Regions from separate parts of the Sus scrofa genome. Here regions 2, 3 and 4 are each linked to region 1. The links are chromatin contacts, called in public Hi-C, HiChIP or PLAC-seq and promoter capture Hi-C maps. All regions are on one chromosome and are shown on one strand. Each heading gives the region's core, a stretch centred on a gene start, on an enhancer-like site or on the middle of the called end of the contact. The rest is flanking DNA. Distances are from core to core; before and after follow the strand shown.

What was found. Promoter capture Hi-C pulls out the DNA fragments that hold promoters and counts their contacts. A called contact is a pair of places that touch in the nucleus more often than the background predicts. HiChIP or PLAC-seq counts read pairs in DNA pulled down with a chosen protein or histone mark.
Region 2: a contact with region 1 is called in a promoter capture Hi-C map of liver, with 3 times the contacts expected there. The contact joins the promoter of SP8 here to the promoter of TWISTNB in region 1. A contact is called at or near these places in 1 of 5 promoter capture datasets (liver), 1 of 47 Hi-C or Micro-C datasets (embryonic fibroblasts) and 2 of 2 datasets of contacts at active chromatin or transcription factors (alveolar macrophages and skeletal muscle).
Region 3: a Hi-C map of epiblast stem cells shows a contact between it and region 1, with 1.8 times the contacts expected there. The contact joins the enhancer-like site here to the promoter of TWISTNB in region 1. A contact is called at or near these places in 2 of 5 promoter capture datasets (fetal skeletal muscle and liver), 24 of 47 Hi-C or Micro-C datasets (adipocytes, alveolar macrophages, blood and 16 more) and 2 of 2 datasets of contacts at active chromatin or transcription factors (alveolar macrophages and skeletal muscle).
Region 4: an H3K27ac HiChIP or PLAC-seq map of skeletal muscle shows a contact between it and region 1, with 4 times the contacts expected there. The contact joins the promoter of ITGB8 here to the promoter of TWISTNB in region 1. A contact is called at or near these places in 2 of 47 Hi-C or Micro-C datasets (both in embryonic fibroblasts) and 2 of 2 datasets of contacts at active chromatin or transcription factors (alveolar macrophages and skeletal muscle).

The regions. Positions count from the first base shown.
Region 1 is chr9:88,784,230-88,787,361 of Sscrofa11.1, forward strand. TWISTNB (TWIST neighbor) reads right to left here and starts at 1,573. Exons shown (of 4, transcript NM_001243956.1): 1 at 1,288-1,573. The coding sequence starts at 1,541.
Region 2 is chr9:89,765,793-89,768,924 of Sscrofa11.1, forward strand. SP8 (transcription factor Sp8) reads right to left here and starts at 1,636. Exons shown (of 3, transcript XM_003357469.3): 1 at 1,441-1,636; 2 at 1-467. The coding sequence starts at 1,461.
Region 3 is chr9:89,591,182-89,594,313 of Sscrofa11.1, forward strand. No RefSeq gene overlaps it. Among named protein-coding and RNA genes, the nearest start is that of ABCB5, 28 kb to the right of the region's middle. Within about 2 kb of position 1,545, at least 5 of the 83 cell types and tissues checked have an H3K27ac peak or open chromatin away from gene starts, as enhancers often do. A contact at or near this core is called in epiblast stem cells, where this site is marked.
Region 4 is chr9:89,340,765-89,343,896 of Sscrofa11.1, forward strand. It overlaps ITGB8 (integrin subunit beta 8), which reads left to right and starts at 1,484. Exons shown (of 14, transcript NM_001097424.1): 1 at 1,484-1,610. The coding sequence starts at 1,484. MACC1 (metastasis-associated in colon cancer protein 1) reads right to left here and starts at 1,417. Exons shown (of 9, transcript XM_021063417.1): 1 at 1,333-1,417.

The DNA.
Region 1 (3,132 bases), core at 323-2,822:
ACTGCACCCAGTGTCTTTCCCCAGGTATAAATCTTAGTTATATAGACTTCATTATCTGCTCAAAGTATTTTATTTCACAACTACTACCCTTTTGTTTATGTCACTCTTTTTACTTGGAATGCTATCATCTCAATGGTATCCTCCCTCCTACCAAGCTGCTCTCAAAGTTTTTAAGCTCTAATTCACCAGTCCTTCTTATGGTAACTTAATTTAGGTTTCTGTCGAATTTTAACACGGCCGCGGATTTATCCGGCTTACATTTATACCTCCACTAGAGTTTAAAGCTCCTTGAAACAGCGTTTTTTCTTTGTTTTTATTTCAAGTCTCTAGAATACAAAATAGACACATAAATGTGTGCTGGTATTTAAGGGAGCTATAAATTCTAGACCTGTGTGTAGCGTTCAGGATCCCTTGATAAGGCGGTAAAAACTATGGATACTCTGCCCAAGAAAACTGACACAGGTAACTCCTGCAATTTCCATGGTTACATTAAATTCCTGAAGGGCAATAGGAAATCCACTCACCCTAGTTTTGGAACCCTTGCTTTCGAGCCAAGGAGTCTAGAAGAATATTAAGGTGTATCTGCTCCTTCCCCATGACCCTTCTAATTCTGAGAGTTTTCTAGCTTTCTTTTTTTTTTAATAGCTTACTTTAAATGCACAAGAGAGCTTTTTCATTTTCAAGAGCAATAAGCAGGCTCTTAAGAAAGAAACAAAGTAATAGTTTTTCTCCCATCCCTGATCCAAGGTACAAGAGGAAAGAACCCAGGGGAAATACTAGGGCCAAACAAACAACTAAAACCACACCTGGAGGTTTACAAATAAACGACTATACTAATGCTTCTTGTACAGTTTTCCAAATAGTGAGAGAATCTTTTGAAGTGCCGCATTCCAAACTTTAATTGTCAAATGAGAAAACATAAAGAACTGAGTCTAACCGGTATCCAGACCCCTGGGTCTATTCTTACCCCTACAACCCAATTGTGGAGTAGCTTCTTCACCCCTTCCGCTGCCAAAATTCACGTCACCTTAACGTCTTCTTTCTTGCCTATGAAACGAACCCCTGTTTAGATCTTGACCAGGGAGGCACAGGCCTCTCCAGGTGGAGTGCAACTCCAGAATGCCTCGGGGGTAAACTAGTGGCGACCGGGGCTAACTTTCCCATTTGCCCCTTCTCCGCCAGTAATATGTCCACCCGCTGCCCTCTCCCATGCTCCCAAGGAAGGCGGGTAGGCAATGTTATGTTATGGTGTCCGCTCGGCGAAAGAAAAGTCAAAGACACTGGTACCTCTCGGAATAACGTAGGAGTTCTGCATCCAGCTGTTCTCGGATACCGGTGCGTTTCCTGTTAAGGTAGCGCGGCGACAATGCGATGTGTCTCCGGTGCGGCCCCGCCACGAGGCAGGAGTAGCGGCTGCTCACCAGCGCACAAGCGGCCGCATAGGTCGGCAGCTCTAGGCAAGGCAAGACACCGGCCGGTCCCACCCCCGGCCCTTCCGAGGCCGCCTTTGGCCGTGAAGCCTCTGAGCAACCCGCAGCCATGAGGCTCGTCAGGCTTCCCACGGCGCGCGTCCTACTGACGCAGTCATTAACCGCCTATGTCCGGACGCCGGGTTTCTACGTCATGCACCAGCTACCACGCCCCTAGGAAATTTCCTCTCCTCGCACTGCAGTACTCAGGTAGGACCAGCAGGGGGAGATCGCTCTTTCGCAATTGTACGACTAGGGACCTAGGAGCCTGTGGTTGAGCATTACCCCCTCGTCTCCCAAGGGCGCGCAAATCGTATTTTCGCTGTCTTCATTAGATTTAGAATGTATATTTAATAGTGGTTCATACTTTGATTATATCCAATAGTAAGGTGGTTTGATAGGTTTTACAAGCTTGGATAATAAATTTCAAAATATTTATGGAATATATATTCTGCAGGGAACCCAATCCTAAAAAGCAGCCCAGATGCCTCAAATGCAACACTTCTCAAAACGAACCCATCATCTCTTTCCAGTCTCGCATCTTTCATTCCGTAATCACTAACTCAGGAAATTGTACCACAGTTTTCCAAATGGCTTCATGCTAGGGGTGTCTGTTGCACGTCCAAACGTCGAATCAGCGCAAGATTTGTGGGGCCCAGAGCCGAAATGTCAGTCTCTTCAGACACTTCTCTTCGTTCTCGATTCCAAAACTGCACAAATACCTGTGGAAGTTGAGCTTTAAGGTCAAGAGGACGCTTTCACACACGTGTCACGATTTGCATGATTTGCCCGGTTGCCCCACACAGGACCCCATTTCCCTCAGGAATAACACAAACTCCTTAACAGGGCTTTTAAATTACCAGGTCTTGGTATACATAAAATATGATTTGTATCGCATTTTCATTTACCACTCCCCACTTTACACTATCCCCTGCTCAGTGACCACTTTCAGTCCACCCTCTTCCCCTCCCACATTCCTCTCCCCCTCTTTCCAGTTCCCTTCCTCTCTTCAGTCTTAAGCTCTTCCTTCTATCTGGGAATTGGGTAGCTTCTCTCACAGGGAATAGTTCTACTCCTGTGTCAAATATTAGATTAAATTTTACATTCTCTTTTTCTACAGAGTTTACTACCACCCTATTTCTCCCCACCCCCCCAAGTAAAGATTAAGTAGGTCCTCATCTGTGTAAATTACTGCCATCAAGTACTTGATTTTTTTGTTAATTTTATGTTAATTGCCCTCACCCTCCTCCACCCCCCATTCCCCACAGGCTTCTTTCCCTCCAAGTTCACTAAGGTTGGGAACTTGCTATCAATCTTGCTCACCACTGCAACGCCTATATGATGCCAAAGGAAAAAAAAAAAGGTAAAATAAAATTCATATTTCATGGTAGGACAAGAATAATTTAGACATAAGAATTTTCTCTGCCAGTTTAGGCCTCCTCCCTCCCCTTTAGTGTGTATTGTGCACTTGCATAATCAGCCCTGCTTAGGAGATAAACTTTCTTCTTAATCCTGTAAGTGGTCGTGGTGACCCACTACAGACATTGTATATGCGTATCTGGATTGTGTAAACTGTCAACACATCACTTGATGTACAACCCTTTGTCTTAAAAACATATAGAATTGTGCTTTGCCGTCTAAAGAGCAAAACTGTCCTCAGAGC
Region 2 (3,132 bases), core at 386-2,885, 980 kb after region 1:
CCGCCGCCGCCGCCCCCGCCGCCGCTGCCGCCGGATACGCCAGGGGCCTGGAACACCGAGTAGTCGTTTGCGAAGGGCGAGCTCGAGGCAGCGGCGGCGGCGGCCGCAGCGGCGGCGGCAGCGCTGCTGGAGGTTAGGGAGAAGGCGCTAGAGCCGGGCGAGCCGCCGCAGCTGAAGGAGTCGGACACCAGGGCCGCGGCCGCCGCCGCTGCCGCCGCCGCCGCCGCCGCGGCCGAAGACGAGCCGCCGTTCCTGGAGGCTCCTGACACACCGAAGCTTGAAAGACTGGAGCCCACCACGTTGCAGCTGCCAGAGGAAGAGGACGAGGAACGTTTCCAGGGGTGGAAGCCTTTGCCGAAGGAAGATGAGCTGTCCGAGAGGGAGGAGGGAGACGGGCTGGGGCTGCCGATCTTATTACAGGTAGCAGCAAGCATGGCCAGAGGAGTCGATCCCAACCTCGGTTCTTCCTGAGAGAAGAGAAGGGATGGGGGAGGGGAGGTGGGCAAAGGGCCGGTAGGGGAGGGAGGGAGGAAATGTGCATCAGGCCTCTGGTAACCTCCAAGACGCCCCACTGCACCCCATTTCTCGCTGCGGCGCGCCGCCACCAACTCACCTGGCTCCCCCAACAGCCCCGGCGCCCGGCTGCTTCCTACTCTACGGAAGGGGACAAGTTTGGTTGCTGGCGTCTGATTCGGGAGCAAAGCGCCATGCTAAGGAAGAGTTTGACAAGTATTCTCACCTAAAACAACACTCTCGAGGACACAAGACCCCAGGCACTTCGAAACAAGCAAGCAAGCAAAAAGTCCAGATTGGGGAGGAAACAAGATTCCTTTGCGGAGAATCCTGGGGAAATACCACTAGATTGCTTTTACGAGCGCTACCCCTGTAATCCACAGAGAGCTTTGAAAATCCTGTTCCGGTCCCCAGAAACCCATCCTGGGTTGTCTCTCCCAGGCCAAAAGACAGAAGACTACAGGGCTCGCTCTTCCTGATTTTCTTAACCAAAAAAAAAAAAAAAAGAGTCTAGAATAGTTAAGAGAGAGACGGGTTCAACGTACCTGCAAGACAAGGCGGGCTGCGGAATTTTTTAAGGGGGAGAGGGAAATCTGCAGTTTGCCCAGGAGGAAAAACTTGCTTTCTTTACCCCCGAAATCGTCGCACGTAAAATGGGCTGGGCGCAAGTCTCCCGGGCGGGGAGCGGCCGGGCGCTGCGAGGTGGCTTGTCTAAATGCCCTTCGAACCTTTCCCTGCGCCGAAAAAAGTGACTCTACCCCCCTCTCCCCCTCTTCCTTTTCTCCAAACTCACTTGTATTTAAAGGTGGGGGGGAAGCTCTCAATAGAGACTGATAGCCCGTGGCCTGGCCGGGGCGACTTTAACCCCCTCCGATAGGCAATAAAAGGAAACTAATTAAACCAGCAAGAGAAAATCCTGAGACTCACCCCTAGAAGTGAAGTTGCCATCACACAAAAGTGCCCTCCTCCTCTCAGAGGATCTTTTTTATATTGATAAATCAGAGGCAGTGTTTTTTTTAGAGGTGTGCAATACAATGATCAGTTCCGCCCATTCCACCACAATTGTAGCTCCCTCTCCGGCTTTGAAGTGCCGCGGAGGCGCGGCCAGCCAATCTGCGGCCTCGCCGGGCCGCGCCGCGCGCGCGCCGTGAGGTCATCGGCGCCGCCGCCGGCCGCCGCAGGGGGCGGGGGGAGCTGTAGAGGGTGGGGCGCGGGCGACCGCGTTTGTGTTACAAAGCGGGTGTGTGTGTGTGTGTGTAACAGTGTAAATGTGTAAGTGTGTAACCAAGCTGAGAAGACTATGCAGACTGAGTGGTGGGGGAGGACCTTGGGGAGGAGAGTTTGGCAGTGTAACTGTGACTGTGGGGTGTGGGAGGGGAGGGACAGTGCGGAGACGGAGAGGGGTTTGTGAGTGACAATTTAACTGCCTGTGTGACAAAAGGGGGTAGAGGGACAGATCAGTAAAGTGTTGAGGGGAAGGGTGTGAGCGTAGTGTAGCTGAGTGACAAACCTAGGAAAAGGGACGGTGTGTAAAGGGGGGTGGTGGTGTCTTGAGTGTGTTTGGTGTTGGGGGAAAGGAAGGAGTGTGAGTGTGAATTTGTATGTGTGAAAGAGGAGGGAGGGTGGATGAGTGTGTGTGCGCGTGACGTGGGAGAGAAGAAGGCTGTGTGTGTTTGTGTGAGAGAGAAGAGGGGGCCGTGTGTGCTTGTATGGGTGTGTGTGCAGCCAGCCCGGGGTGGAGAAGAGGCACTGTGTGGTAAAGTGTGCGTACATAAAAGACATGGCGATGTGAAGAGTGAAACTGCGAAGTTGAGTGAGGCTGAGTAAATATTCACAAACGCTATCACTGTCGCCAACTTCCTTGGATTTCTTGTAGCTCAAATCTTGAGTGGTTTTTTTTAAAAATTCATTTCTTAAACACTGTCACTACATTTTGAAAGAAAATCCTATTAATACCTTCGTCTCCTTTCCTGGCTCTAGGATCGAAGGGTAGAAATTTGGCAAGGAGTAGTTTTAGCGCGGCGTTAGGGCGTGTGTGCGCCTGCGTCAACTAGTTGTTACTTTAACGCGGTTGCTTTTTTATTCCCTCGGAGGTGGGATTGGGTTTTGGAAGTCTCTCTCTGGGGGAGGGGTGTGTTTGTCCCGTGGCGATTTAGTAAATTTCAATACAAAAGACAGATAGAGAAGGGGGTGAGTATTGCTTTTTCTTGGGTTGAGAAATTGAGGAGAGTTTTACGGAATTTAGAAGTTTTCACAGGAAATCCCACTGCCTTTTTCTGAGAAAGAAAAAATCAGGATTTTGAATGAAATCTGAGTTTTATTTATCTGAGAATAGGGACAAGCTTTTGACATATTTTGGACCACATGTGTAGAGGTGTCCTGTGTCTAAGGGAGTTTGGGTCAGATATCCATTAGTGCCTATGCATGTCAGTAGACACTCAGTTCAATCTCAGTGGGTTTTAGAACTTGCTTGCCATTTGTGTTATTAGTTGCCTCAAAAATGCGATTATAATTTGACTGCCACCTCAAGGGAACATCTTGAACTACAGAAAGCACCACAGCAGTGTAACAGAAAGTCTATAGCCCTTGGAGCCCTATTGAATATTCATATATTTTAAA
Region 3 (3,132 bases), core at 295-2,794, 810 kb after region 1:
AAGCTGTATTCAAATTATTTACCTCAAAGTTTACACCAACCATGTAAAAAAAAGCAACTATTATTTATAGCATCTGATATCTGCTGAGGTATAAATCTCTTCACCAGGTGCTTACTGTCATAGGCTGGCAAGTGCTGATATTAAATGGCCTATAGCCACTGTCCCTACCACATGCAAATGCACACATGCACACACACACACACACACACACACCATGTTTTCCCTTCTTGCCCCAAGTTCCTTCAAGTCCATTGGATCTCTCTCTGTACCCCCACAGATCCTTTCTCGTACCCTTAGGATACAACAAAACTCTGAGGAGATCCTCAGAGCTATTAACTCAGGCTCTTCATCAGCCATGGGCTGTTCTGCTACTCCAGCCCCATGATAACCGAGGGGCTTCTAAAAGGCTTCCAATCTCCCCTGCTACACCTTGGAAGCCTGGGATATGACTCATGAATTCTCTTCTCCTTTGGGAGGTGGGCGTGGGAGTGAGGGAATACAGAGTGAGATTTGGGTTCTCATTAATTCTTATCATACATTCGTGATTTTAGCATAATCTCCGTGCCTTATTACATTTAGTACTTCGGATTCTGATATCCAAGGCCAAGCACTTGAACTTTAGAGCTCTTTATCTGCCCTTGGCTTCCAAGAATTTCACCTCTGTTCTAAGTTTCAAAATCCATTCATCAATCCAACTGATGTTCCCTTTCAAAGCTATACATACCCTCCCTCTGTGGGTGGTATATAAAGAAAATTACATTGTGGGGAATATTCCAAGTTGCCCTGTAGAGGGGCAGGAAAGTGTGGTACAGAACTCTGACTAATGGATCTCAAAATAATAACACCTAGATATGTGTTCTGGAATGCTGGTATTTCTCCTATTTTAAGGTTACTCTAAAAACTGTTATAGTGGAGTTCCCATTGTGGGGTAGCAGAAATGGATCCAACTAGGAACCATGAGGTTGCGGGTTCAATCCCTGGCCTTGCTCAGTGGGTTAAGGATCCTCATTGCTGTGAGCTGCAATATAGGTCACAGACGCAGCTCAGATCTGGTGTTGCTATGACTGTGGCGTAGGCCGGCAGCTGTATCCCCAATTTGACCCCTAGCCTGGGAACCTCCATATGCTGCGGATGCATCCCTAAAAAGAAAAATAAGTAAATATATAAAAAAGAAAAAGAAAAAAGAAAAACTGTTGTAGCTACATTTATGCATCATTTACTATGTGTCAGCACCTTAGATGTCTTTACCATCTAATCCTCACAAAACACTGAGTTGGAGCTTTTATCTCCTTTCATAGATAAGGAAAGGGAGTCTTGTATATGCTTATTAATTTGGCTAAGTTCACACAGGTGGTAGACAGTAGTGCCAGGCACTATGTTAGTCCCTGAGTCTACAACTATTAGCTGTACAAAGACAAATAATTCAAAGATGAATGCACCACCGGTTGCAGACATCAAACACTTAAATGGATCCTGATAGCCCATGTGGCTAGGATTGTTACTGAGGTCTACACACATAGGAAGGGTATTTGACTAAGTGTTATGGAAAACTTCTTAAGGAGATTAACACCTGAGTTGATTCAAGGCAGCTAAGCAGGAAGTTAGGTGAATGAAATGGGAGAGGAAGAAAAATAAAGGATATTTCAGGGCCGGGGGAAAAAAAAAAACAACAACAACAAAAGCACAGAGGCAAACTTAAAGAGAATTATTTGCTCTATATTTAGGCCTATTTTTCCTGTTATCTACTGCTGTGTAACAAGCCAAATGAAAACTTAGTATCTTATAACAGCAGTTATTTTGCTTACAAGCCCACAATTTGGCCAGGGCTTTGTGGGGACTCCTTATTTCTGCTCTGTCTGGCTTCATCTGAGAGAGCTTAAAGGCTGGAGCTAGAATCAACGAAGGCTCACGCATATTTTGAGTTAATAATGGCAACAGGCTGAGACCTTAACTCAGTCTGTGGGCTGAGAGGGCATGGCAAGGTTTTGGAGGAGCATATGGAACTGGAAACACGATTGGTCATTTTTTAAATATACAATTTGACACAGCTCTAAACATGAAAGAACAATATACAATGCAGATAGCTGGCTCCCATAACAATGCTGTCAGTCCTGATCTAATCACACTATTAGCTGCATGAGATCATTGACTGACTCATATCTCATAGGGCAAGCTAACAGCATAAAGCTAAGAAAAGAATTTAAGTCATTCACTACCCACACAATAAGTTGGGCACGGGGAAATCCTGTCATCAGTGCACAAAATCCAAAGAATACATTCATGAACTGTCTACAACAAAGACTCAGCTAAAAATGGTGTCCAAAAGCTTGAATTTGATTCTTGCAATTTAAAGACCATTTGAAGCTATATGGCCTAGACTACAATGGATGCCTCTATTTCTCTAGGCAATAATCAATTAGTCTTGACAAAGAATCCCTAAATGATTTTGAAGTCATTTCTGGAAAGTTCTTAATGTTTGTGGAAATGTCTTCAAAATGGCTTGAACACATTTAACGTCACCTCATTTACTGTGTACAACAATCACAGCCCCATGCCATTTAATTTTAACAGACTGTAAAGATGCTGAGGTTTCTATGCCCTACTGGGCTCAGAGTACAAGTGATTCAATATTTCACACCATCTTATTAAAACGTAAAGTTGCTTTTTTTCAGGCAATATGGAAGGACGCTAAAAGGATAAGAGCCCTCTAATCTAAAAGAATTTTGCCCTGAATTTTCAGCATCTTAATCATCTCACCTCCCACCCTCATAGGATCTTAAGAGACTCAGAGCAGGGCATCATTGTTTTCACTGTCTCCCATAGTAATGAAAATAGAAACAAGGAGAGCAAATGCAGACAGGAATCCTGTTACCAAGGAATTTACATTCTAATAGCAGGGCCATGGGGTATAATTGACAAGACTATGAAGAAAAAGCACCTGATGCTATGAAAGCGTCATGAAAAAGCTGACATACACATGGAGAAAACTTCCGTGAGGAAGAGACAGCTGAGCTGAAGTTGGAGAAGTTATGCGTTAACCTAGACTCAGGGGTGAGAGGCACAAAGGGATGGAGGGGTGCTTCAGACAGAACAAAACGTGCAGGGGCCTCACGGGCCAAGCCTGCTGAACCT
Region 4 (3,132 bases), core at 234-2,733, 560 kb after region 1:
GTTTTGGGGGCGGGGAGAGGCGCCTGGAATCCACTCTGGCTTTGGCAGCTGCCAGGCAGGATCCCTCAACAAAGGAGCGCGTAGCGTCGGGGTCAGAGGCTAAAAATTGCGCTCAGCTGCCACTAGCGCTGAGAGAGTCTCCGCGCCTGCTAGGCGAGTGTTGGGGTCCAGGGATTCGGGGAGGAGGGCTAAAGGGAACAGGGTGTATGATTCCTGTTGCGCGGCTACGCTTCAGGAGTTCTTGTGAACGATGGGAATGGCAGCTATCAGAGCCAAACGGGAGAAAAAGAGCTGGAGTGAGCAAAACAAAGAGCGAGTGTGGGCCCCGGTGACTTCATGCCTCACCAATGTCCCGCCCACGCTGCTCCGAGCTGTTACTGCTGCTGGAGCCTCGGCGGAGCCTGAGGGCGGCAGGAGCGAGAGGCTCTGTAGCGTGGGGCGGTTTCCTAGCAACTCGAGGCCCGAAAGCGCTTAGTTCTCCGCAATTCAGGAGCAACCCCCAGCCCGCCCCGGGCCAGGGCAGGACCACTCCTCCCCCACCCTTCGCCAGGCTCGCCTCCTTCGCATCCTCCCCGGGGTGCACCCCAGAGCGAGCCAGCTGTCCGGGCTCTGGACTGCGGGACGCCTGAGCCTCGCACTGGGGCCAAAAGGAAGAGGGCACGAAGGTCCCGCCGGGTGCAGCTAGGCTCCCGCACCCCTGCCGAACCTTCCCTCCGGCGCTCAGGGCCGTGTGCTCGATTCCCGGACTAACAGGGAGCTGCGAAGCTTCGCACTGTGTCCACCCGTGCCGGCGAGGGCTTCTAGGGCGCTCCAGGGCCGCCCCAACTGCAGCTGCTGCCACCACAAGTTCCTCCCTCACCAGCGAGAACGCTGCCGCTACTACTTTGCCCGCTGCTCAGCTGACGAGGCTGCAAAGCTGCTACTAAATGAAGTTGGCCTCCCTGCCCACCTGTGGAAGAAGCTCGAGCTGATTGATGCGCCATCGTCTTTTTTTCCCTTTCGGCCTCGCTGGCGTCCCCTCCCACAGATGCAGCATCACCCAGTGAATGTACATTAGGCTGGTTTTTCCCCCCAGCTTTGGGCTTTGTTTGGCTTTGATTGTGTTTGGCTCTTCGCTAAGCTGATTTATGCAGCAGAAGCCCCGTCGGCTAGAGAGAGACAAAAGCTCTTTTCTTTGTCCCAGAGCGGGCTGCAGAGCCTTTGCTTTCGACGCCGCCCCGGGCCATTGGCCATCAAAGGAGGTGCTTCTCCCTAAGATCGCGGGACCCGCCGTGCCAAGCTGGGAGGGCCGTGGGGGCCCTGCGATGCCGAGCAGTGCCCAGGCCGACGTACCTGCACCGTTTTCTCCCAGCCGCTGGGTCCGCCTGCTGGGCCTGCTGGAAACGTCCTAGCGACACTTGGCACTTCGCGCCCCGGAGGCGCGATCGCGCATCCGGTTAGCAGCCTGGCGGCGGGAGCGGTGCGGTGCGGGCTGCTTTGCATTATGTGCCGCTCGGCCCTGGCTTTTTTTACTGCCGCATTAGTCTGCCTGCAAAACTGCAGGCCATGTCCTGCCCCATTCCTCCGGGCGGCCTGGGTGTTTTCAGTTGTTCTTGGACTGGGCCAAAGTGGTAAGTTGTTTTGTTTTCCTTTGTTTTCCTCTCTTCCTCAAAGATCTTGGGCAGTCATGAAAAGTATCCTGGCCAGGTATGTGGGCCAGTGACACCCTCTGTCTGCCCTAAGAACTTCAGAAGTGCAGAAGTGTGGCAGCATCCTGCATTGCAGACCGCCTGAGGGAGGCCAGGTGTCAAGCATTTCTGCCCTAGAATGACAGCAATAACTAAATGAGGAGATACTATTGTTGCTCAGGGAGGCAGTAATAGAATGGAAGTTTGGAAGGATGGTGGGTTGTATTTACAGAAGCTAATTTAGGGGTTCCACTCTATCTTTGAAGGCATCCTCCCTCCTTGAAAGCATCCTTGAAGATGTTCCTCATCTTTCTAGCATGTGGATCCACTAACCACTAGTTTGCATTGGATTCAAGGCTGAGGATAAACTGGTATAATGAGATTGAGGGTTCTGTTTTTGAGTCCATGACATAAAAGCATGGCAGATGGCAAAAGATGGCAGCATACAAGTTTCCTCTACCACAGTGGAGCCTGAATGAATTAAACACATATGAGGAATATTCTTGCATTAAGTCGGTTTTTTTTTTTTCAGCTCAAAAAAAGATTCCTAGCTAATTGATCCCTCAGTGAGATCCATCCCTGAGACTAAAACTCTAAGACAAGACCCTAGACCAGGATTGACAGCTTTCAGTACAGGCAAGCTACTTTTGTCAGAATTACCTGATTTGGAGAGCATACTTCTTTATAAACTGTATCACCCTCATTTTACAAATCACAAAGAAAAGCTTGTCAAATGGTGTATGAAAAGGTGTTTTGGCACTTCTGAATTATGAGCAAATTTAAGGTGGCAGTACTGGATGGTTAGCAAGCAGTTAAGACATACAGTAAGTAATAGTAATTATGAATTTAGCATGGGTTCTTATTAGCATTAAATATAGGCCAAATATATATTTCTGCCAGTACAGTGATTGTTACTATACTTTTTAGAAAATGTTTACCTGTGTTTGGTCATTGAGCCCTTAAAATTCTATTAGAGCCTTTTCTCTGACCTCTCCTGTTAAAAGAGAGTTGTGACTGTTTCACAGACTAAAATGTTCTCCTAAGTTTTGAATTGACAAATCAAGTTTCTGCCTGAAGCTAATTAAAACCATCAAGTCATACCCTTATACATAATGGAAACATGCTAGCATACATAATTGCCTAATATTTGTTTCAAAACATTTATCTAGCTATGTGAAATGAGAGCAATTAAGAGTTAATTTTTCTTTTCTAGTTTGTAAGTTGATTTTAAAATAAGTAAAATTTAAGGCAAAGGAAAAAATAACATTATCAATTTTCTCTTAAGTGAAACATACATTTGTTGCAAATTTTCCACCAAGCAAAATTCCATTAGGTGCTAATAAGCAACGAAGTATTTTTCTCGATTTAGTAAATACACACACATGTTCAGTAGTAAAATGACCAAAACTTGTGTCAACAGGGTATATTTTGTCCCCAGTACATAAGCAAAAGAAAATATCCTACT